Linked DNA regions of Mus musculus: all the other regions are linked to region 1. Evidence: chromatin contacts called from public Hi-C and HiChIP or PLAC-seq data. All regions are on one chromosome and are shown on one strand. The core of a region is the stretch at or near the end of the contact, and the rest is flanking DNA. Distances in the headings are between cores, read along the strand shown. Region 1 has its middle 6.2 kb from the start of Gm30966. Region 2 has its middle 86 kb from the start of Sipa1l1. Region 3 has its middle 17 kb from the start of Sipa1l1. Region 4 has its middle 59 kb from the start of Sipa1l1.

Region 1 (5,908 bases), core at 1,971-4,470:
GTTTTTACCATAGCAACCGAGGGAATAAACTAGGACACCTTATGACCTCCTTGAGGCCACCTAAGGACTTAGCAGAAGGGCAAATGCCTGGAGGGCAGTGAGGAGGGAGGTGGCCCTGGGAAGTCACACTCCTGATTTTCTCTGCAGCACCCATGAGAACCACACTTCTGTTGCCAGGGAAGGGATGAGCCAGGATTCAAGTTCGCAGAGCTGTGACTCCCTCTGCCTGCTGTCTGGTGGTACTAAGAGGCAGCCTGGCTATGTGTGAAGTCCCGTGTGTGTGTGTGTGTGTGTGTGTGTGTGTGTGTGTGTGTGCTGCTCAGTGTGGGAGATCTGTTCTAACTACCTCCACCTCTCTCAAGCACCCTGTATCAGCTGCACCCAAAGCCTTAGCTTGCCAGAGGACTAGCCTACTCCTAAGGAACAGCTAGGAGCAGACTTGAGTAATCTCAACTAGGCCAAAAGACAGTGAATGAGATCCATGGTGACCTTGGTGATGAGTGCCTCCTGGTGTCACTGTGTCCCCTCTGAGAAGCATGTTGTCCAAAGAGAGAAGGAACAGCCACTTCCAGTGTGAATGCCTGTCAACTTCTAACTGTGCCTAGCCACTCTGTCTCCACAGTTTGTGTGCTGTTGAAGGCTGAGCATCACTTAAAGGTTCAGGGCTGACCATTGTGTCACGTTAGGGACAATCTCACCCTGACCTACTTTGGCACTTTAGCCCTGCTTTTGGATTATCCTGTAGAACAGCGGTGGAAAGGACCCTCATCCCACCAGGCACAGCTCTCTGATGGTCAAAGGCAGGGAGAGCTCGACCCTAAACTCTCTGCAGAGGAGACAGCAAATGCCTAAAATACAATCAGCCAGTGCAGGCAAGTACAGGAAGTCACCTTTTCAGCCTTACTGACAGCCAAGAGTCACAGTCGCAATCTGCCTCAAATGTTCTTTTTTGCAGTGTTACGAAGTTCTACACCAACTCAGGCTCCACCTCTCTCCAGCTTCCATCCAGAGGCACACTCTTGAAGGCCTTGCAATCCTGGCACTCTGCCAAGAACACACCACATCCCTGCTTTCCGGCCAGGGAAGACAGGACCCAGAAACCAAGGAGTCAGCCCCTCACTCTCACAAGTTTGTACTCATTTCAGTTGGATTCTAAATCTCTGCACTCACCAGACCTCTAGCCTTCTGTGCCGGACCTTGTCCCCAGGACCCCGAGGAAAACCCTTCTCTTTCTCTTTAGAGATGGCTTCTTCCTCCTTGATGCTTCCTCCAGCACTAAGCGCGTTCCAGCTTCTCACTGGATGGCACCTGCTTGGCCTCTCGTCTCAGTAGCTTCTCAGTTACAACCTTTACCTGGATTCTGTTCCAAGAGCCGAAATGAACACAATGTTGCTGCTTGGTTATGGGTTTGATAAGATTCTTATCACTTAAGGCTAGAATGTTGTTTTTGATCACCTGACATAGCTCAAGGCTGCGTCGGCCTGAGTTCACAGGCATCCAATACTAGGACATTTTTCTTAGGGTTGGAATGAGACTTGTCATTGTCTCAGGTCAATTTTCATCTTTTCACCGGTTGTTTTCATCTGTTGAAGAGTTTTAATGCCGGGTTAGCCTTCACAATAGCCACTATCCCTCCAGGAGTGTCATATGTCTCAGTGAGGCCCCCATTGTGCTGATAAGCTGCGGACAAGACCTGTGGCCACCCAATAGACTATCCCCGTTGTTTTCAAATTGGATGCCGCAGCTCTGGGAGTGTCAGCTGGTTCTGAGGCTTTAGTCCAGACTATACATTTCTTCAAGGTTGTGCCTGCCCCCTCACACCATTTATTTTCCCCATTCCTTTAGTCCAGGCTTTGTTGGGAGGGACAAGGCAGAGACAGACCTGGAATCCCTTGATGAACATTATCCAGGGTGGGTCTCTCCACCTCAGCAAGCTGCTGAGATCTCTAGCATCCCGTTAAACCTGGGGCAGAGACTCTGTGATGCTCTGAGAGTGAATGTGCAGTATTCGTGGGACCCATAGCAGTTCCTCTGTGTGGGCTGAACCAGCAAAGGACGGTAACTCACGGGCTTCACTGAGGCATGAGTTGGGGTCACCCTCTTTCCTTTGGTGGGTGGGTGGAGAAGAAAGAGTCAATTAGATTTACTTAAATGACTCCCCTCTACACCAGCCAAAACCAAAATCAAGGTCTCTTTAGATAGCTCACTAAAGAGGTGAGTAGCCTCATTACCAAAACCTGCTGCTCAGAGACTTCCGCTCCCAGCGGAATTCCCCCCCCCCCACCCCATGCTCTTCTGACAGTTTTACAGTTCAAAGTTCAGAAGGAGGAGGGAGAGAAGTTTCATAGGAGGAAAGATCTCTACAAAATTAGAAACGAAGTTCATGTCCCCAGCTTCCAGGCTGCTTGTCAGGAACACAAAAGGTGGCATGTGATAGCGATGTAGGTTGTGAGTTTAGGAGAAAATCACAGAGGGGCCAAGGAGAGAAGATGCCATGGGTATGTGTGTAGCCATTCACTTTAGTACTGAACTTTCCGGAGCCAGAACGTCCCCCAGCACCAACTTGCACCCGTGCAGGCTTAACAGCATGCTGTGAGCGTCCTCTGCTGTCTGTGTTTGGGCCGGCATCCAAGCCAGTTGGGCTGTTTCCTTAATGGCTACAAGCAGGCGTCTCTCCCGCTTTCAGTTTCAAGAAGTACCATAGCCCCATCAGAGTCTGCGCTAAGGAGTGGGACTGGCCAAACTGACCCCTTCAGTACTGCATCTTTTTTAAAAAAAAATATTTTTTTTGGTGGTGGAAACTCTAGAGGGCGGAGAAAAAAGAGGTCTTGCTGTGTGAACCGGGGAGGAGGGAAGGGAGTCGTGGCGGGGAGGGAGTGGGGGTGGGGGTGGGGGTGATAGGTTATTTCTGCTCCAGGGCAAGAAGGAAAGAATCTCTGTGGAGATTCCTCCCCCCACCCCCACCCCCCGGAAGGCACTTCCAGCTTTTGTAAACCTCAACATCACTGCGGAGGGAAGCCGTTGGAAAGCTGCCCCTGGGAATTATGGGGCAGGGAAGTCAGAAAGCATAGAGTGATCTTAGATAGACTGCTAGGCTTTGAGGTGCAGAAACACATACTACCCCTTCCTTTAAAGGCGGTCCAGCGGCATCAAACGCTGATGTCGATGAAGCCGCTGATGCGGTTCTCCATGATTGGAGGAAAGCAGGGGTGACGTCAGCGCATGCTTGTAATTCCCGCACTCAGGCTGCAACAGGAGGGATCTGGTTAAGGCTGTGTTCAGCCTGGGCTACAGAGGAGGAGATCTTGTTTAAAACGCAAGACAAATCAAACAAGAAAAACCAACGAGGGGGAGAGAAAAGGGTCAGGCATCAGGATTCATTACATGTATGTAGTAGATCTAAAGTGGAAATTTCTGGTTTCTTTGAAGACTTGGGTTATAATGTTTTGCTGGGACAATCAGGGGAAAGGATGTCTTGCTAAAGCAGACACGTGAGAGAATGTTTTGATGAAGGAGACACAGGTGAGAGGATGTTTTGCTATAGCAAACAGGTGAAAGGATGCCCAATGTTTAGAAAGAATATAAATATGGCCCCACAGAGAGTGGGAGCGCCAGCTGCTTTGCCTCCACTGCCTTGCAAGCCTTCGCTGATGACACGCATAGATTGGTTCACCTTCCATTGCATTGCTGAAGTTCGCTTGTAGTGACCTCATAGAGAGAAACCCACCAAAATAACTTCTTGTGAGAGTCCTGCGACTTCTGGTCACTGGACTTGGCCGATTGGCAAACCTCACCTTATCCCCTGGAGTGAACTGCCTTTGCTGTTCCCGGTGTGTTGCCTGCCAACTGGACTGGACTGCAGTTGCTGATTTATGTTTGGTGTTTGCTAGTTGACAGAAAACAATGAAGATGGGAATCGCCCCCAAAGAACTATTTCTAAAGAGGTCCACTTCACCCCTATCCTAATAACCTTTCTTTTCCACTACCTCTGCTAGAGGGGAAGTCGAACTCTTATTAAAGTAGGTTGTGAAAAATATATGCCTACATAGATCCTTGCTATAATGAATAAAATGGGCATAAGAAATGTCTCGTTGTTTCCCTCCCTTCATGCTCCAGACCCAGCCTAGTGTGGCTAAGCTGAAAGGAGAGTCCAATTTCGGTAGCTACCCAAATGGTCTCCTGCCCTCCTGCTCCGACATAGGAGCTGGGGGGTCTGAAAGGAGATGCCCAGCCTGAAGTCCCCTGCTCACTTATTAGATGTTCAAGGGTCACCTCCCCAGCCCCCCAAGTGCTGTGACCATTGTAGGAACCTGAAAAGGTCTGTCTCCCTTCTGAGCTTGGGCCATTCTCATACCTTCTTATTTCTCCATGCCTGGCCTAGCACAGGCTCATGGAGGCCACTCAGCCTGGGCAGGAGGGACACCACTCTTTACAGCGCCTACCCAAGGATCACCCATGGGCATAAGGTGTGAAAGGAGACACCAGGTGTCTCTGAAACCCAGGGCACATTCCCAGTGTCCACATAGCATCTCTTGTTACTCTGAACTGATAACCTGTCCACTGCCGCCCGCCAGGCTTTGCAGTAATGCTGCTGTTTTCTGTTTTTACAAAGAAAGAGGCCATGACAGTGGCTTCATAGATTAAGAGCTGTGAGCTGCCTACATTGGAGACAGACATCACTAATGTAAGAAGGGTTTGAGTGTTCGGTGTGAGTGCCCATGGCTGAGATGAGACAAATTAACTTATCAAGTACCACTCAGCATCCAAGCACTGGCTCTGTGCAGAATGGAGTTACTTCCCAGTCATGCTAAATGACACTGGCTAGCGTGCTTCCTCCCCAATTCATGGTTCTGATTCTGTGATGTGCACAGCAGTTATAGACAGCAGCTGAGGGACGTTTCTGAAATTCTGAGTAATTCAGATTCTTCTGTGTATATATGTAAAAGTCTAGATCCTCAACCTTCCTAACACCGCACCCCTTTAATACAGCACAGTTCCTCAGGATATGGTGACCCAGATCGTGAAATTACTTTTGTTGCTACTCTATAACTGTAATTTTCCTACGGTTATGAATGGTAATATAAATAGCTGACATGTGGATGGTCTTAGATGGCCCCTCTAAAAGGGTCCTTCGGCTTAGAGGGGTCGCGGCTCACAGGTTAAGAACGACTGCTCTGTAGTGCTTAAAGTGAGACATTGTTTCTTCTGAATGGTAACCATGCAGGCAACGGTAAGTGATTTGATCAATCTTTATACAAATGCAAGGTTGACTCTAGATGTCAGAACTTTCAAGAAAGACATCAGACTCTTAGAAGTGCTTTCGAAGCTATAGTATGTTAGCTAACACAGCTGTGTACACTCACAACAGCTTTGTGTGTGGACACAAGACATTTTAACCACTCACCACCCTCTCTTCCCCATTTATCACCTGCGGGCCCACTTCCTCTTTCCAACTATAGAAGTAGTCTTAACTTACAGCTTGCCATTCAATATGAAGTTTGTCCTTTAAACCATAGTAGAAATGCTAGTGACTATTTCAAGAGGAAAAGCTTTCCTGACAACACTGCCCATTTGAATATCCCTTTTTTATATTATGATTTACATTTTTGGTAATGTGTTTTGTTTATAGATCCTTGAAAACATGAGAATAAGTCAAGAGGATGATTCAACATAGAAAAAACATGGCAGCAGGGATGTAAAGAGAGGAGACCGAGCAGAGCAGAGAAATAGGGAGTACTCAGAGAAACAACAATCGGACATACTAAAAGTGAGCAGCCTTGCGTGTCACAAAGCATTCATGCCCTTCTTCATGCTGACAAAGGGAGACTGGATCCAGCTGATGCAATGTGCCCAGCAAAGATAAGGAATGAGATGAGGCCGTCAGAGGGAATCCTGGCTCTCAGTCAGT
Region 2 (5,756 bases), core at 2,065-4,564, 240 kb before region 1:
TCCACCCATCTTGAATGGTTGCTATGTACTGCTCTGGACATTGGGGTAAGATGGCCACCACACCCTGTGCCTCAATGGAGATTGTGGTGCCTATACAGAATGCATCTTAGCATGCATCAGGCCCTGGGTCAGATCCTCAGTACCACACCAGCTGAGTGAGCTAGTGCATGCTGTAGGCTAGCACTCAGGAGATGGAGGCAGGATGATCACAAGCTCAAGGGAGTTTGAGACCCACCTGTACACAGACATTAGAATTGAACTTTATTATAAAATTTAGTGCTATTCAAAATGGAGACTTTAGAGCTACGCCCAGTTATAGAATGTTTCTCCTAAAAGATAAATAATTTACCCACAGATATTTAAAGTAAATTACATTGACAAGGTTCAAAAAGCCCATCTAAAGTTTAGTTCCTTTCCGATACTCTCCTGTACTTCTGTCTGACTTCTAATAATATTAAAGATGACTAACAATCAGGCAGGTGTAACCCTGAGAAGAATTGCTTTTAAGAACAGTATGATTGTTCATTTTAAGGTTGTACAAGTTCTTTTATCTTATGTTGGGTGTGTGTGTGTGTGTGTGTGTGTGTGTGTGTGTTTGCTCGTGCACATGTGTGTGTGCATGTAGGTGTATGTGTGCACATGTGCTTGCCAGAGATGTTTTCCTCAGTCATTCACTATCTTCTATGTCGAGGCTATCAGGCAGGGTTTCTCACTTGAGCCCAGAGCTTGTTGGTTAGCTAATCTTGCTGGTCAGTACTCTGACCCTTGTTCCAGGGCATTCTTTGACACACTGAGCTGTCTCTCTGGCTTTTGAACAGTTTCTTCCATGGACAGTGTATCACTATCTTAAGTTTCCAAACCAGAGACTACAGTTTCTCTTTAGCTCCGTTCTCTCCGTGCGTGGTCCATTCATCTTTCTTCTGTTCTGTCTTTGGTTTCAGTCTCTGTCAGGCTCTAGGCTTTCCCACGTGGAGAACACAGCAGCCCTACTGCTGGTGTTCTTCCCTCTCTGTCGATACCTTTTCAGATTTTGTTTCATAGTAGTGCTAAGGGGTTTTCTATCTTGTTTGTAAATATAATAAGTGTGTGTGTGCACCCTTACATATGTGGTTCTGATTTTGACAGTTCCTAATTAGTCTTTTGGTAGTTCCTCTTTGCCTGAAGGGCAGCGGGAACTCAGCCTGCTGTTGCTAGACTGTGTGGGATGGTTCCACCTTCCACCACCGGCCCCCTCAGTCCACCTTTTCTTGCTTTTGCTGTTGGTTACAGCAAATACACTACTTAATTGCTGCTTTGGTTGTTAGCTGAGCTTTGTTGGTGTCATTTGCTTGGTATAGTACTCAGATGTGTGTTTTGCTACAAAAGCCACTGTTTAATCTCACTTGTGCGTCAGACATCACCGTACCATGAGATGGCAGAGTTTATATTGTACTTAATTGAAATTAATTAGTGTCTATGTTTGTGGTATGTATGTGTCTGCTAGGGTGCGTGCATGCATGCGTGTGTGTTTGTGTGTGTGTATGTGTGTGTGTGTGTGTGTGAGAGAGAGAGAGAAAGAGAGAGAGAACGCACATGTGAATATGTGGTGTGAACCCCATGCACATACACACGTGCTTGTGCATGTGTTTGTGCACACATGTGAATACAGAAGCCTGAGGAGGGTTCTGGTGACCTCCAGCAATCTTAGCGTCTCAAGCTGTCTGAATCTTTTGTCATGGTTGCACTGAGCTGGGATTACAGCCACACACAGACTGGCTTTTTCTGTAGGTGTTGACACTCAAGGTTAGGTCCAAAGGCTTGCACAGGAGGCGCCCTCACCCCAGCAAGCTATCTCACAGCTTGAAATCTGTGGATTGAAATTTCTTACTGCACTTATTTAGTTTGTGTATATGTAGGTGTGACAGTGTTGCCCGTGTGGAGGTCATAGGACAGCATGTAGGAGTTGGTTCTCTCTTCTACAGTGTGGGTCCCAGGGACAGTCCTTAGGCCATTAAGTGTGGCAGCAAGCACCCGCTGACACCTTACTGCTCCCACATGGTAGGTTTTTTTTTTAAATGTATTTTATATGTATGTTATTACTATCACTAGTTTTTGAGACAGGGCCTTTCTCTGCAGACCAGGTCCCCTTGAGCTTCTGATCCTTCTCCTTCAGTTTCCTCAGAGCTTGTCAGTATCGAAGGCTTGCACGCCTCACTTTGCTCTTCTGAGCCTTACCAGGTATAACAAGTTTGCACGTGGATTTTTACCTTGAAAGGTTTATGATCTAAGTAGACTTAAATAGCTAAAAGTTAACATAGTTCTTTAAACTTAATTTGTTGAAGGTTATTAGTTTTTAATGTAGGTATTGTTTGTAAGTTCTGAACCGTATGCACATAAACCCAAGTTTTCAGCTCCATCACCAAGTGCTATCGCGGTTTGCTTTGAGCCAATCAGTGTCCTTGTTCATGCTTCACCAGCTAGATAGAAGTACAGGACTTCCGAGCTTTTTGATACACTGTGTATTTAAAAGTGAGTATTCACATGACTTATGTATCAGCAACAACTCAGAGGCGAGATTAGGTTAGATGCTGAGGTTAGATGGTCATCTTCATAATTGGTGGTTGATCCCAGAGATGGTTGTTGCTGTCGGCATCTGCCCGTGTCTTAAGAAGGAGGCAGACAGTACTGGATGGCAGGTATCAATAGATAGATAGTGAGCCACTGCAGAACCTCGGAGCTTGCCTTAGCAATTTATCTGTGGTTCTCAACACAAAGTTTCCATGCCATCTCCATAGAGCTTTGTAAGACTTGAGTTTAAAACATTTTCATAGTTTATACTCTGTTCTCTCAAACTCCACGCACAGTAGCCTGTTCTGTTTTAATTCTGTTTTGTTTTTTTTTTTTCTCCCCAAATTGTATTGGTTCTATTCACTACCTGGATACATATGCTGGCCATCATACCCAGGGCCTTGCGCATCCCCTGTACTCCACTGAGCTGCAGTCCTAGGCTCCACTGTACTGGAAATCTTTATGTCCAGATTCTTTTCCTGGACCCCTTTGATCTTCTAGCTGTTGTGTTCTTTTGCATTCCTTGAAGTTGTTGGATTGCCCTACACTTGATTTGGATTTCCCTCCTTTAAAGACTGCAGTGAGTTTCGAAGCTCTTTGAAGGAAAGTCAGTGTTGGTAGATCTTTGGAGACTCAGGTTTCTTTGCTCAGAGTCTTAGATCTGGTAAATGTTAGGCTGTTGAGTGCAAATGGCTCTCACTGGCTGTGGTTGCTCTCACTTTTGAGAATAAGGGAACTAACTTAGAGCTGACTTAGGAGTTTCTGCCCTTTCTGTTTGACCACTCCCTACTGCTAGTGTGCCTTGGTGCATATGCAAATCCTGCTGTCTCTCAGTTAGGAGCTTCTGCTTTTCTAGTCTTCATGACGTCATTAACTGGGTGTTTCTTGGGGTCTAGAGGGGGAAGACAGAGGCAGTTGACTATCTGTTAGTGCTATCCACTCCATCTGTTTCCTGTGTATGACAAGGACTTCTGCTGACTGCCTGTTGCTGTGTACTGACTGCCCGTTGACATATACCGACTGCCTGTTGATGTGTGCTCATACCGACCACTTGTTGCAGTGTGCCAACTGCCTGTTGCCAAGTGCTCAGAGACACTGCAGATGCATGTGGTGCCTTTTGGCATAGTGGTCATTAAGAACTCATTTCCTAAATGTGTTTGCCTTCTGTAGGCCATGAGCTTGCCATTAAAGTGCCTTCTAGTTACCTAAAACCAAAGGAGACCTTGGCATGAAGGTACTGGCACACGTTGTGGGCATCTAAAAGTTCACTTTATCCCATGTCAGTACTTACTCTAGTGTGACTTTACAAAAGGTCAATTTACTTAGGAAGCGAGGTCTTTGGACTGGCTCAGGTTTCTTCTGTCAGCTCCCAAAGGAACCCAGGACACTGCTCACTCAGCCCCTGTGGCTCCTCCAGGCACTTCTCACCCTGCCCCCACCCTAAACCTCTCCTGCCCGGGGGCTGGGCCTCCATTTCCTTCCCCAGCTTCATATTCCTACACAAACCTTCCATTTCTGTGTGCTCTGATACTCCTTAGCCTGACCACCTGCCCTCTCTTTACTTTCTTTTCTTCCTCTCACTGCTCTCTCTTCTCATGTTCCCATTTTTATTCAGCTTAACTATTTTAAGTCTGTTTTCTTGAAAACAAACAAACCCCACAGCCATAGCTAACAGTTTCCCTATTGATGGGGGAGTTGGGGGTGGGCTGAGGAATTCAGTCTAATAACAAAGAGAAGGCCTGGATCCACACAGTGCTGGGGAGCCCTGCAGGAAGCTGTTAGCAGAGGAGGATGCTGTGGTAGAGGAGGGCAGGGCGGGGATAGGTGGGATGAGCTCACCTGATTGTGGGCAGGGTTTAAAATGTCACAGTTCTTACCTGGATTCCCTTCTAAGGTGGAGTTATCAATGCCATTTCCCGGGATTGTCACTGTGATGATACGAGGTAGAGAGCAAGATGTGTCTGGCATTATACACGCTCACATAGTAGCTTTCATTATTTATAAGGGGAATTAGTTAATTGGAAGACAGGTTTAGAATCTTGACTAAATGAACATCATAATGGAAACTTCTGGATGCACTAGGTTTGATTTGTTCTTATTATCAGCTACAGGTGTGGAAAGAGTTTGGCCACTGGTACTCCTGCTCTTCCTCCTCCTCCTCATGCTAGGTAGTCGTCATCCCTTTCTTTTCTTTCTTTTAAAGATTTACTTAACTTTATAGCTGTGTGTATATGTGTCTGTCTGTGTGTGGATATGGGCACATGAGCTCAGTGCCCGTGGAGTCAGAGGACAGCACGGGATCACTGGGTTTAAAGACTCCTGAGCTGCCTGCTGTGGGTACTGGGAGCCACACTCCCTGCTCTACAAGAGCAGCAGAAACTCTTCATGCCAAGTGACCGCCTCATCACATAACAGCAGAGGCCTCTGGTTTAATCACATCTAGTGAAGACGGCTGGGTGTGGAGGAACAGGGAGCTGTGTGCTCTGTTCCTGTCGCATCTATGTGCATTATAGGTTAGACTGTGTGCTTTAGAAAGTTCTAGACCCCCATGTGCTCTTTGTACCTGTTCCCCAGCATAGACTCATATCTGTACATGTGGAGTTTGAAATGTTCTGTAAAATGTAGTACTCTTCACCTCCCACTCCTTTCTCCCTGCATGTCACAGAGAGCATCATTTCATCAGTGTCAATGTCACTGTCACTATCCAGTGGGGACTGCCAGGCCCCACTCTGTGGCCTAGAGACACTTTTTTCTCTTCTCACCCCTAGCATTCACATGTATGCACACACCACTTTGCAGTGGAGAGACCATGTTTTGTACTCACTTGAAGTCAATGGGGACACAAATTAATAATTTTATAACTCTTGCCAGAAGTATGTTAATTTCTGTTTTGAGACTGATACTCAGGATTATAGCTATAGCCTTAAAATTTTCTAAGCTTTCCTTTGAGGGACCTGCTTTAAAAAAATAGGTAGCAAAAAGCATTAAACAACAAGCAAATAAAGATATATGCTCAAGAGCAGGAAAAGGTAGCTTACACTTTAACTGAGACAGTTGTCTGTCCAGAAGGTAGTAGAAATAAAAACTATAATTCTCTTTAAGTTTATTAGGGGCATGAAGTCTCCTAATTTTACTTGAAGTTGCAGTGTTTTTAAGTTTTGGTAAGGAGCCCGTGTAGCTCCTCGCTGTCATGTTGAGTGACTGCCTGT
Region 3 (6,195 bases), core at 2,496-4,995, 180 kb before region 1:
ATGATACCATTACAATGCAGATGTACTTGGAAAGTGTGGTCAGACATTCTAAGAGGAATACTGTCAGTTTAAAAGATGTTTTCTTTAGTCTGAAGTGGTCTATGCAGCTTCTTGTAAGTTGCTCTTTAAGTTGAAGACCTTTGCACTGTAGATAACTGGTAGTATTGACTCAGGAAAGCCCATGTTTAAGTTATCGTACATCATCCGGGCCCTTATTTAAATAGGCATTCTCGAATTTGGAGGTGTGCATAGCATGGGCATCGAGAAAGCAGACCTCTTCTGGGCTGCAGCTTTCCTATGCTTCCCTCCAAGCTGGAGTCCTAGAGTTTGCTTTGTGTTGCCTTTTGCTGTCCTGTGTGCTTTTGTACACGAGTCCTCTGTTGGCTCATCGTACCCTTATACTGGCAGTGGTCCTTGTCTAGCTCTTGGTGCTTGGAAGTTTTCAGCCTTTTTTTTTTTTTTGGTTTTTCGAGACAGGGATTCTCTGTATAGCCCTGGCTGTCCTGGAACTCACTTTGTAGACCAGGCTGGCCTCGAACTCAGAAATCTACCTGCCTCTGCCTCCCGAGTGCTGGGATCAAAGGCGTGCGCCACCATGCCTGGCAGTTTTCAGCCTTTTATAATTGACTTTGCTATTGTAGATTTTTATAGAGTCTCTCTTTATAAGGCTGAGGAAGTTCCCTTTCATTACTGTTGGTGAGAGTTTATTTTAATCGAGAATGTGTATGTTCATGTGTGTATGTACATGTGCTTATGTGTACATATGCATTATGTGTTGTATGCATTAAGGCAGGGATCAATGTTGGGTGCCTTCCATCTTACATTTTATTTTATTTTAGAGACAGGGTTTCTCTGTGTAGCCTTGTCTGTTCTGATACTGGCCTTGAACTCAGAGATCTGTCTATCTCTGCCTCCCAAGTGTTGGGATTAAAAGTGAGCACCACCACTGCTTCCATCTTAACTTTTGGGGACAGTGTCACCCAGTGGCTCTGTAGGCCAGTGCTTACTGTTTTGACTAGACTGGCTAGTGAGGCCCTAGGCTCGATCCGCCTGTCTTTACCTCCTAGAGTTTGGTGCTTGCACACACTTGCCGTCACACCCAGCTTCTGGATGGGTGCTGGGGATCTGAACTCGGGACCTACTGAGCCACCAACTTAGCTCCAGGTTTTAACTGTATAATCCTAAAAGGGAAGGGTTGTGTGTGTGCCTTCCCTGGTGTGTGTACACATGCATTATCTTTGCCTTGCTTTGGCATTGTGTGAAACTGAATTCATAGGGTGACTTGGAAGTCTTCTACTGTCTAGACATTTGTGAGGTATTGGATTGTTTCTTTTTTTATCTAGGCCTGGGATTTTTTTTTCTTTTTTTTCTGTGTGGAAAGATTTTTAATTACAAATTCAGTTTCTTTTTATAGACCTATTTTTCTTCTTGAGCCAGTATTGATTACTCCTTTATACTTTTCTTTGAGTTTGATGTGTCCTGCTTACCTTGTTTAGTAGCTGCATGGTCTGAATGTGACTCGTCGCCACTGAAATCCCAGTGGAACCCATCTTCACTGTAAGGTATTACAACTGTGGAAACTGATCTAACTGCGCTGTTTGATTAGGGCAGGGTAAGGCTGATTTATAGAGTAGGGAGAGATGCAGTCTCACACACCTTCACCCCACTCCTGTGCAGACTCTACCAGGAGGAAGGCTTTCCTTGATGTGAACCTCAGCCCTGGTCCAGAGCTCCAGGCCTCAGGTCCCTCCTCTCTGTTGGTGGCAGAATTTCATTCTCAGGAGCTTCGCAGTCTTTTTTCACGGTCAGCAGTTGATGCTAGGGTGATTGGTGGGTTCTGTTCTGTTTTCTTGTCTTTTTTGCTTGTTTAGTTTTTGGTTTTTGGTTTTTTGAGACAGGGTTTCTCTGTGTAGCCCTGGCTGTCCTGGGATTCACTCTGTAGACCAGGCTGGCCTTGAACTCAGAAATCCGCCTGCCTCTGCCTCCCAAGTGCTGGGATCAAAGGCGTGTGCCACCCCCACCCTCTGTTCTGTTTTCTTTTGTTGTAATTTTTCTTCTTTCTTGGCTAGTCTAAGTAGTAAAAAATTGTGAATTTTACTGATTTTTTTTTTCCAAAAAGCCATTTTTTGGCTTTACTGTTTTCTCTATTATCATTGTTTAGTTTATTAAATGAGATGAGTTGAAGTCTTTCTTTTGTTCTGCTAAAGTTTAAAAATAAAGTTCTAGGGGCTGGAGATATGGCTCAGCAGTTAAGAGTACTGGCTGCTTTTCCAGAGTTCAGTTCCCAGCAACCACATGGTGGCTCACAATCATATATAATGTAATCTCATGCCCTCTTCTGGCATGCAGGTGCGCATGCAGATAGAGCACTCATACACATTAAGTAAGTAAACGCATAAATAAATACATAAATGTTTAAAAAATAAAATTCGGAATCAGATTTAGCTGTATTATATGAATTTAATTCTTATTATGTTGATATTTAGTTTCACTTTTGATTGTTTTCTGAGCAGTGATTTGCTTAGAGATCTGTCTTGAACTCCAGGTTCTTTTGCTGTAGAACTTGAGCACATGTGACACCAGCCCAGGACTGGGTTTTACCAGACTCATTCTGTGACACTGCAGGTGTCCTCCCTCCTTGGGCCTTTATCTGTGTCCTGCTGGGAGGTTGGTCAGATGGCTGAGTGCTTGCCCACAGTTGCCTGCATTTTGTTTTATTTTTGGACTGATGATTGTATCTGTTACTTAACGTGGATGCAGCGGTTATAGGTGAATCGTCTCTCTTCAGACTGGTCTGCTGGAGTGCGTTCTCTGGGGTCTTGTTGCATCTCCCTGGTGAGCTGACCTACCTTCATTCTGTCTTTCCCCTTTGTTGTCTTGTGATTGTTATGTCTTAGAATCTTTTTTTCTAACGATCGTGTAGTAGTCCACCCTTGGTGCCCACAGTCTTTCTCATGTAGTGCTGCTGGTTATGATACTGAGGGCCTGGTGCCTGCTGCACCCTGCTGTGTTCTTGAGCTAGCTGCTATCTTTGAAGGGTATCTAGTGTCAGCTGTAATAAGATGTTACAGTATAGTCTTTTCTATATGGTAAAGTATGCTGCGTGTTCCCAGCTTTGTCTGTGAACAAGCTAGCAGGTCCGAGTGGCGTTACTGTACAGCTTCAGGGGGCAGATGGTCACTCTTGTGCAGGTTCTGCTGACTTCAGTCACTGAGTTAAGAGAGTCCCCTGTCTGAAATCTTGCCTCAGTTTCCTTCATAGCCAGTAGCATTCTCGGGTCTGTTCCTCTGGCTCCTCCTTCTGAAATTGCTATTTAATGTAACAACTCAAATGAAGTCATCTAGTGTAATGAGCACCTTCTTCTTCCCTTGCCTTTGAGATTCATCCAAGTGATGGTGTCTATCTGTAGCTTGCCGCTTTCTATTGATGGACAGACTGCTTGTATAGTTACCACTGAAGGACACTTTGGCTAACTCTAGCTTGGGGTGCTTATGAGTAGAACTGCCATAAACATAGCATTCAGGAAAACCCCACCCCCTTTTCAAAAAGCTCTGGGGTTTGAACCCAGGCCTTGTCCAATCTAGGCAAGTGCTGGTTCCTTATCATCCACCCACAGCCCCCTTAGCTTTTGTTTCTCTGAGGAGCTATGCAGGTGTGTGATTTTGAGTGTTGGGTAAGAGTGTTATAGAAACCCACCAAACAGTTTGGAGTGGCCAAGGCACATGTGCCATGTGTCCCCATCATGTTTGTTTGAGAGTTCCCTTTGCATTCCTTTGACGGTCCTAGTAGGTACAGACCATGCCACTCTGTGGTTTTAATTTAAATTTCTCAGTAGCTTGTGATTTTAAATCTTTCATGTATATTTTCATGTATATTTTTTCATCCTATTTTGGTCTTTGGTGAAGCTTCCTTTCTGTGTTTTTTTTTGTTTTTTTTTTTTTTTTTAATGAAAAGTTTCTGAGAAAAATTATTTGAAGCCCCTGGGATGTCATTTCTTGATAGCAGAGGTTACTGTGGGTTTGCAGCTGTCAGGTGGTTTGGTAATGTGGCGCTGCACCTGCCCTTCTCTCAGTTCACATTTCTGTCTTTGGTGAGAGCTCTTACGATGCCCCTCCCCCATGTTGTTCCGATTTACTGCTTTTATGCAGAAACCATACCTCTCAGGACTATTAGAGAGTCGCTGAGATGCTCGGAGGGACAGGCCAAAGTGACCTGACCAGACCACACAGCCCACCCCAGGCTGTGTGGGTCTATAGCTGCACCAGGTATTGTCTGAAGGGCGCAGCTGCCCAGCTTCATGGCTGACCGGCCACAGAGCCTTTGAGAACGAAGCCTGTGGGTGTTGTTGAGCAATCCCAAACACCAGCAAATTCTCTTTGGAGAATTTGTGCACCTACTTGTAGGCTCTGGCACAATGTTTCCTGGCTATGCTGGCGTTGCTCTCCTGGTAAGTTAGTTATTGAGAGTGCAGAAGGATGCTGTGGTTTCCTTTATTGAACTGTAGTTTTCCAGGATTCTCTGAAAAGTCTTACACTCATTTTTGAGGATGTCTTATGGCAAGTTTTTCTGAAAAGCCTTTTCTGAGCTGGGTGTAGTGGCACTTGCCTTTACCCCCAGCACTCGGGAAGTAGAGGCAGGTGGATGTCTGTGTGTTTAGGGGCAACCTGGCCTACAAAGTGAGCTCACTTTGTAGTGTCCTCCTTATAAGTGAGGACAAACAGAGCTACATATGAGACCCTGCCTCAAAAAACAAAGCAAAATAAAACAAACCATCCTGAACCATTTTATACATTGGATATTTTCAAATTCTTTAGAGTTTCCAGAGGAGAGGGTCTGTCTGAATTCTTATCAGTATTAATATAAACAGTGACAGCAAAGACTTTTTGGTGTCGTTATAACAAAAGTGATCAGATCTCAGAGAGCTGTTCATCCTGAGATTTGTGGAAGAAAAACCAATTCCACTGTTTGGGCCCAAATTTGAAGCAAGCTTTATTAAATATTAAATACTGACCCAGAAGAGATGGACTTTGATCAGGATCACTCCCTGAAGTTTCTCAGCTGAGTGGCTCTGAGACACATGTTAAAGAGGTTTATAAAGACAAACCCATAGGCCACTGTACTTTCCCATGAGGCTTTGTAGGAAAATAACAAGAACTACAACTCCCAGTATTCTAGTAGGTTACCTGGTCGTTGGGCAGGTAGGGCTTACAGTTTAATTTTGGATATTACAGAGCTTTCCATGTTCTTTCCACACTTGTTATGCTCATTTGGTGTAATTAGTATGAATGGAGCTTTAGCATCTTAGTGGACAGGAAGGGAAACTACTCTGTATGTCCTTGTCCTCAATCCCCTGACAGGTGCACAGTACTACTGGCTGCTGACCATGCTGTCAAGGGTGCTTGTGTATGCGTACATACCTGTATTATGACGTTTGTTGCACAACACAGATCTTAGATTTTCTTAGTCTCATTGTTTTTTGTTCTCTTTTCAACATGTGAACTGGGTTAGCAAGCCTTTCAGTATCATAGAGAAATTATTGGTCCCCTCCACATTATCATTAACCTAATTTTAGTTAGAGGATTTTAGAACTGTAATTTGAATTTCTTCCCAATGAATGAACAGAACCGATTTTGAGGGACATTTGTAGGCACAAATTTTTTTTTTGCAGTCTACGTTTAATAAGGGTTCAACCTCTGATCTAGTCAACCACCCAGCAGAGGTAGTGGAAGAGAAAGGTTATTCAGATATGGTGGAAGTGGACCTGTTCAGCAAGAGTTCTTTGGGGGCCAGCTCGACCTCCTTGGGCAGCAGTTCAGTCCCTTAGCAGCTCCAGACCAGTCCTAGACTGGCAATCAGCACACATGAACTGGCAGCTCTGTCCAGGTAGATGGTACACATGAACTGGCAGCTTCAGACTAGTCCTTTCAGCAGGCAGACACCAGGCATTAACCAGCAGCTGCTGTCCAGTTCTGAAGAAACCTTTAGGCTTGCCAACTGGCCCGAGGTGTGGCTGTGGAAGCTGCAAATTGCCTCAGGAGCCTCACGAACAGTTCTTGGACGCGCTTCACTGAGTAGCAGCATTAGGAGCAAACCAAACCAATGCTCAGCGCTCCTCTCCCACTGTCTGGGGACATATTTATGCTCCTCCCCATCACAGGTCCTTCCACATGTTTGCTGTATCAAAACATCCTTTCA
Region 4 (6,316 bases), core at 368-2,867, 220 kb before region 1:
GAAGTGGTGTGGAAGCTTTGGCACAGGCCATCTCTTCACCTGTAGTTACCTGTGAGGTACCCCTCTTTCCTCTGAACATACTCATTTCCTTAAGAAGGCATTCGTAAGTTTCACCTTTGCAGGTAGATATTACTTTGGGTCTTGATTAGTTGAATTATGTCATTCACTATGAAAATCTTGTCTTAGTTACTATTCCTTTGCAGTGAAGAGACCATGACCAAGGCAATTCTTAGAAGAGAAAGCATTTAACACATCAGTGTAATACTTGATGAGTGTCACATTTAGAAGCTCTGACGCTTGAAATGGTCAGTTTTCATTTGCCACTCTTGGTACAGAATTGCTATCCCGGCTTGCTTACAACTTCAGGGGCTTATTAATCCATTACCATTAAGGAATGGGATATGGCAGCAGGCATGGCAGGCATGGTGCTGGAGAAGTAATTGAGAACTACATCCTGATCTGAAGGCAGAGAGGTAGGGGAGGTGTGTGTGTATGTGTGTGTGTGTGTGTGTGTGTGTGTGTGTGTGTGTGTGTTCCTGGCATGGGCTTTTTGAAACTTGAAAGCTTGCCTTCAGTGAAACACTTCCCTTAACAAGGCACACCTACCTACTCCAACAAAGCCACACCTTCTAATCCTTCTCAAAAAGAGCCACTTTCTGATGACTAAACATTCAAATATATGAGCCCGTGGAGGCCATTCTCACTCAAACCACCACAACATGAACCTTTTCCTATAGTCACTCAGTTTACATAGGATTTGTGTCATTTAAAAGAATGTCAAATATTTAGGGAAAGCCCTTAGAACAAAGCCATTTTTGCGAGCTGCCCAATGTTGTGTGTATTATTCGGGAATGTTTGAATCAAAAGATTTATTATATTTGTATTCTGCCTGTAGTGTATTATTAATTTCTACATCCTTGCCTGCTTCTCATGAATCACCTTGCAAGCCATTAGTTAGCACTGAGGGTTGTGTTAAATAAGACTCCATGTCTGTGCACAGGAAAGCTTAAAGACATGGCTCTATTGGAACTCTTTATAAAGTACATGAGAAAATTTTCATGTAGATGGGGTGTAGATTGATGTGTGACATCTTCCATAAAGAGAGGTTCTGTATATTGACAAGCTCATGCTATAAGGGGAGGATCCAGTGATGCCAACGTGCAAAGGTCACCAGGCTGTTAAGCATCTTTCCCCAGGCTTCTGGGTGGGAAATAAAATTATCTGTTCCTCCCTTTGAAGGGACAAGTCTGGGTGTTTAGCATTCCTGTTTTCCTAGTGCTTCTCTGTGAGCACAGGGACCTTTGAGCTTCTACAACTAGGGGTGAACTTTAAGAGTTTAAGGCTCTTGCTCGTTGGGGTTTGCTTTCTCTGCTTTCTGTTTGTGGTTCAAGATGTGAACCATCAGCTCTCAGCTCTAGTCACTAGGCAATCCTGCTGCTAAGCTGCTCTGCTGTAATTTTGATGGACACTTACCTGCCTGGCACTGCCAGCCCCAAGCAAACCCTTCTAAAGTTGCCCAGGTTGGGGTGTTTTATCACAGCAATAGACAAATAACTAAGACACAGAACAGCGTAAACACTTGAATTGAACGTCACCATGTTGCCCATTGTCAACTTGGCTTTCATTGTTTAACTACACAGGCAGCTTTCTCTCTGCATCCAGAGCGGAGCTTTGCAGAGTGTCACTCCACCCCCTTTTTTCTTGAAGGATTTGGAATCTAGAAAGTGATGCAGGTGCATCTTTAGAGGCAGTGAGGGAGGATTTGAAAATTGACCAAGTACCTTAGACTTTGATGTTTCTCATTAGCGTGTGTAAGAGGATGTAAGCCGCAGATATTTAGGGAAGCAGAGCTATGTAGATGTACCTGGGTTTTAGTACTTTTTTCTCACAACATTCTTTTTTTCCAGGATTTACTCAGCTACCATATGACATTTATATTTATGTATGAATTGTAGCTCTTATGGAAGCATAGCACACTGAATCCATTCTAGCTGCAGATTTTTCCTTATCATTCAGTGTCTCAGTGACAGGCTTTAGGCATTGAGAGTGCCACAGTAGCTGCTAAGATACGGATGGGTTTTGAGTGTCTGCCTGCCAAAGGGCAGTGTACTAGAAGCTTGGCTTCCTGTGTGTCATGCTAAGGTGCTGAAACACACAGAAAGGGTGGGGCATAGTGAAGTCCTTGCTTCACCATAGCTTTACCCTCAGAAGGGATTAGGGCAGGTCTTCTGAGGGAGTTCATTCTCACAAGTGCCAGTAATTATAGGAGTGAAACTGGTCCCTGAATCTCATTTTATTTTTGTCTTGAGTATGTGTCCACCGTGATGCCCTCACAGAAGCTACTATGTTGTGAAGTGGCCAAAAGTCTCTTAACCATAGGGCAAAGTGATGGGCCACTGAGTCTAGGACTTTCAGTGTCAAAACGTCATTCTTTGTACATTACCTATGCTCAGGCATTTTGTTATAGCAATAGAAAATACTCAGTGGCTAACCTTGACTTAAAAGTATACAATTTATCTAGAGGGATTTCTGGTTTAAAGACTATTATTGTTAGAGCCTGTTTCAAGTATTAACACCTCACCTCCCCCAAATAAATTACACAAATGTATCTTCTCGGCAATAGATACTGCTTTCTTCTCTCTTGTCAGTAGAATACCATTTAGCTTGCATCTCACTTTGTTTGGCATGAAGTTTCCGTGTGTACCCAGGCTTACATTACCTCAGCTCAGCTTCCCAATAGCTGGGTCTAATGAGGTGTGTAGTCTTACTGTTCTACTTTACATACATAATGCTTATTCTTTAAGATCTCTCAGATAGTCTAGGCTGGTCTTGAACCTGAGGTGTAGCAGAGAGTGCCTCAGAATGTGAATTCCTAATCCTCCTGCCTGGCACTATAGCTACACTCTGCCACGTTCAGCTTGGCTTAGCTTTGCTTTTTATGAACTTTTGTCAATTTCACAAGTGAAAAGTGAACTCTCACTGCTAGTTTTCTGTCTGTTTCTCACGCCGCACATGAACACACTTTCAGGTGCTTAATGGGAACTTCCCAGTGTGTAGACTGACTCTTGTCCTGTGCCTGTTCATCCCTTAACTACAAACAAAGTGCTTTTCACCTTCCTACACCGTTTATATTTTCCATTTTTGGTAACTTTTGCCATCTGTGCATTTTTCAACTTCATTAGATTTTTATGTCCTATTAGAAGACACGTGGGCTCTCTCTCTAAGATTATGAAAAATGCGTCTTGCTTTCTTTGAAGACTCTGGTGGTTTCTGTGATGTGTAAGCATTCTTGTTACTGTGTTTTATTTGGCCAAGCAGCCCTCCCTTTGTTCTTCCTCTGATTATCTGGCTCTGCCATCACTATTGTTGAGACATTTATCTCTCTCTATGCTGATTTATTGTAAAGGTTACATTTTATCTTACATGAAATTCCCTCATGTGTCTTTGGAGTTTTGGTGTGTCCATTGGCTCAGGAAGCAGTTTTACTTCTTAGTTATTACAGGTTCTCCAAACTTTCACTGGCTGGCAGGTGTTAAGGCTAGCCCTCCTCATTAATCTTCTTTTCCATAATTAGCCCAATTATTCTCACGATTTTCCCACAGGAGCTGTAGAGTTAGCTTTTGAGCATTCTGTAAGAATATCTTCTTAGTCTTACTAGAATTGTAGCACATTTACATGGGAATCTAGATTTCTTTTAGAAGCTTTGATTTCCTGGGCAACTGGTTTTTATACATTAGATGTTTCCCAACTTCTCTGTTTTAAAAAAAAAAATTTAGTTTAAGAAGATTTATTACTGATAGTTCTTTCTTCATGTATTGGGTTTCATTTCTGTTCTTTTGGTAATGTGAAATACTCTTTTAGGGTCTAGTGTCTTAGGTAAAAGTTGGACTTTTCCCACCACAGTGCTCTGGGGTCTTCAGTGGAAAGTCATGAGAATATACTGGTTGCAATGTGAAGTGGACAGGAGTGTGGGCTGGAACTTGAATTGTGCTGCCTGAGTCTGCCGTAGCTTACACTACTGACCCTGTGGGCAGTGAGAAGTGCCACCAGCTCCCATCATGCTCTTGGTCTCCTTGCCTGTTAGCTTTCGGAAGAAGATGTAAAACTTTGCAGAATTACTTTATAGCCAATGCTGGGAACTTTTAGTTTGATTTTTGTCTTTTTTGTGTGGGAGAAGGAAAAATCTCTTTCAATACAGTGATTCTTTAGATAAGTATGTTGCATTCATTAGTCATTTTTTTTTTCTCAGCTCTTCTCTATTCTTTTGTTTTGTGGTACTGAGGTGGAACCTGGACTCTTGCATAGGAGGTACATACTAAATCACTGACCATGCACCCATCCCCAGCCCACAGCTCTTGATTATCACGACTATATCCCCTACGTCTGATGACACCCTCTACTCTAATTAGAAGTCGTCATAATGACATGTGCTCCTCATTGTAGCGTTCTCCAGGAAGCATGTTAGGGGCACACATGCTGCTGGTCCCCTGCAGTTCTTCTCATCTTGAGACTTGCTCTTCACAAGACTCCACCTGTCTCCAGCCACTTCAGCAAATGTTTATCACTTCTGAGGTTCCTGGATGGTCACTCCTAGGTCATCTCAATCTTAATGTCAGTTCTAGAGGCTCCCAAACTGAGTACTGAGTGAGCAAGGAGACACGCCTGCTTTAGTGCCATACAGACTGGTCTAGGCATCATACTGGAAAGCAGAATCTTGTTTTCTGTGCATTTTGTCTCAGCATCTGGCTGAGGGGTCAGAGGAAAGCAGTCTGGTAGTGTGAACTGGGAGGCAGAGAGGCACTGTTGGAGCGTGCAAGCACCTAGCTGAGACTGCTGCCTGGTTTCCGACCTTACTCTTGTGTGCTGCCGCTGCTGCTGCTGCGCACCTCCCTCTTGGACAAGTTGCAAAGCTGTGGGCTGGTTGCTATGGGAATTGATGGGTGCTCCTGGCAGAGGGAGAAGGAAAATTCTTGGAGCTGACCCGAAAATCTTCAGGGAGCCATTTTTTTTTCTTTTTCTTTTTCTTTCTTTTTCTTCTGCCTCTAGCTTTCCTACTTGCTGCTCTTGGATTTGATTGGGGGCAAACTCTCCTGGAGTCCTGAAGTCCTCACCAGGAAGACTTCTAGGAGGAGGGGTACAGGGGTTCAGCAGTTGGCTTCTGAGGCTTTGCTGAAGTCACACAGCCCCTGTCTACACTGTCCAGGAATGTGCTGCACACAGGTGCAGGGTACCCCGGGGTTAATTTCAGGGTCATGACTTCTCTGTCTTCACTAACACTCTACACAAAGACAGGTGGGACATTCATTTTTTATTCTGGATTTCTGAACTATCGGTAGAAAATGGACATTTTAGTGAGTTAGTACTCATTGGACAATAATGAAGTTAAAATGTATTTTATATAGAGTGGAGTGTGGTGATACACATCTTTAATTCCAGCACTTGGGAGGCAGAGGCATTTGGATCTCTGAGTTTGAGGCTAGCCTGGTCTACAAAGAGAGTTCTAGGATAGCCATGGCTACATAGAGAAACAAACACTGTCTTGAAAAAAGTTACCAACTTTTATTTATTTAATTAAATTGATGAGTAATTTCACTGATGTAATATAAGCTAAGTTATTTTTATGACAAATCAGGAAAAATGAATGTAAAACACCGATTTTCCCTTCAAGAGAGAATATGAGTGACTCTGGGTGTCAGTTACAGAACTTGATGGGACAAAAAGAGCCATGTACATTTCCAGTTTCAGGTCTCTGTTCTGTCATTTCTGATTTTTGTGTTTACTAGTAATGAAAATGTTTGGTAAGCCCCCACCCCCAACCCCTTACTTTGACCCGACATTGAATTCCAGGCTGAATGAGAACATCTATCTAGGTCTGTTCAAACCTTAATCATGTATGGTCTTAGTAGTGACAATCACTTAACAGAGGGACCCACATGATTCTGAGGTGCCGTGAGATGTGGATAATTCCAGTTCTCTGGAAGGGAGTCTGAGGAAGGGTTGGAAAGAAAGGGCAGTCACACACAGGTCTGGCCTGCTTAGAGCCTCTGCTCTTGTAGCCCGTGTAAGATCATGAAAAAAATTAAAGGCAAATATATTGTAAATGGTGATAGAGATGCTTTAATGATGTGGTTTGAATATGCTTGGCCCAGGACTTGGCACTTTTAGGAGGTGTGGCCCTGTTGGAATAGGTGCGGCCTTGTTGAAGGAAGTGTGTCACTGTGGGGGTAGACTTTGAGACCCTCCTCCTGGCTGCCTGAGAACATTTTGCCCCTGCCTTCCCTTGAATGAGGATGTAGAACTCTCAGCTCCTCCTGCA

What was found. HiChIP or PLAC-seq counts read pairs in DNA pulled down with a chosen protein or histone mark. A called contact is a pair of places that touch in the nucleus more often than the background predicts.
Region 2: a contact with region 1 is called in an H3K4me3 HiChIP or PLAC-seq map of bone marrow-derived macrophages, with 2.5 times the contacts expected there. The contact joins two enhancer-like sites. A contact is called at or near these places in 2 of 15 datasets of contacts at CTCF or cohesin (the NIH/3T3 cell line and large pre-B cells), 2 of 484 Hi-C or Micro-C datasets (cerebral cortex and nephron progenitors) and 3 of 115 datasets of contacts at active chromatin or transcription factors (bone marrow-derived macrophages, cardiomyocytes and large pre-B cells).
Region 3: a RAD21 HiChIP or PLAC-seq map of pro-B cells shows a contact between it and region 1, with 2.8 times the contacts expected there. The contact joins two enhancer-like sites. A contact is called at or near these places in 2 of 15 datasets of contacts at CTCF or cohesin (large pre-B cells and pro-B cells), 7 of 484 Hi-C or Micro-C datasets (CD8 T cells, cerebellum, embryonic stem cells and 2 more) and 5 of 115 datasets of contacts at active chromatin or transcription factors (CD8 T cells, bone marrow-derived macrophages, cardiomyocytes and 2 more).
Region 4: a contact with region 1 is called in a Hi-C map of Th1 cells, with 3 times the contacts expected there. The contact joins two enhancer-like sites. A contact is called at or near these places in 2 of 15 datasets of contacts at CTCF or cohesin (CD8 T cells and pro-B cells), 1 of 484 Hi-C or Micro-C datasets (Th1 cells), 5 of 115 datasets of contacts at active chromatin or transcription factors (CD8 T cells, bone marrow-derived macrophages, extraembryonic endoderm stem cells and 2 more) and 2 of 9 other capture datasets (adipose tissue and liver).

Annotation. Positions count from the first base shown.
Region 1 is chr12:82,467,586-82,473,493 of GRCm38.p6, forward strand. No RefSeq gene overlaps it. Among named protein-coding and RNA genes, the nearest start is that of Gm30966, 6.2 kb to the right of the region's middle. Within about 2 kb of position 3,221, at least 295 of the 459 cell types and tissues checked have an H3K27ac peak or open chromatin away from gene starts, as enhancers often do. A contact at or near this core is called in CD8 T cells, Th1 cells, bone marrow-derived macrophages and 2 more, where this site is marked.
Region 2 is chr12:82,222,552-82,228,307 of GRCm38.p6, forward strand. It overlaps a transcript of Sipa1l1 not described here. Among named protein-coding and RNA genes, the nearest start is that of Sipa1l1, 86 kb to the right of the region's middle. Within about 2 kb of position 3,315, at least 161 of the 459 cell types and tissues checked have an H3K27ac peak or open chromatin away from gene starts, as enhancers often do. A contact at or near this core is called in bone marrow-derived macrophages, where this site is marked.
Region 3 is chr12:82,291,411-82,297,605 of GRCm38.p6, forward strand. It overlaps a transcript of Sipa1l1 not described here. Among named protein-coding and RNA genes, the nearest start is that of Sipa1l1, 17 kb to the right of the region's middle. Within about 2 kb of position 3,746, at least 30 of the 459 cell types and tissues checked have an H3K27ac peak or open chromatin away from gene starts, as enhancers often do. A contact at or near this core is called in CD8 T cells and pro-B cells, where this site is marked.
Region 4 is chr12:82,249,379-82,255,694 of GRCm38.p6, forward strand. It overlaps a transcript of Sipa1l1 not described here. Among named protein-coding and RNA genes, the nearest start is that of Sipa1l1, 59 kb to the right of the region's middle. Within about 2 kb of position 1,618, at least 28 of the 459 cell types and tissues checked have an H3K27ac peak or open chromatin away from gene starts, as enhancers often do. A contact at or near this core is called in CD8 T cells, Th1 cells and extraembryonic endoderm stem cells, where this site is marked.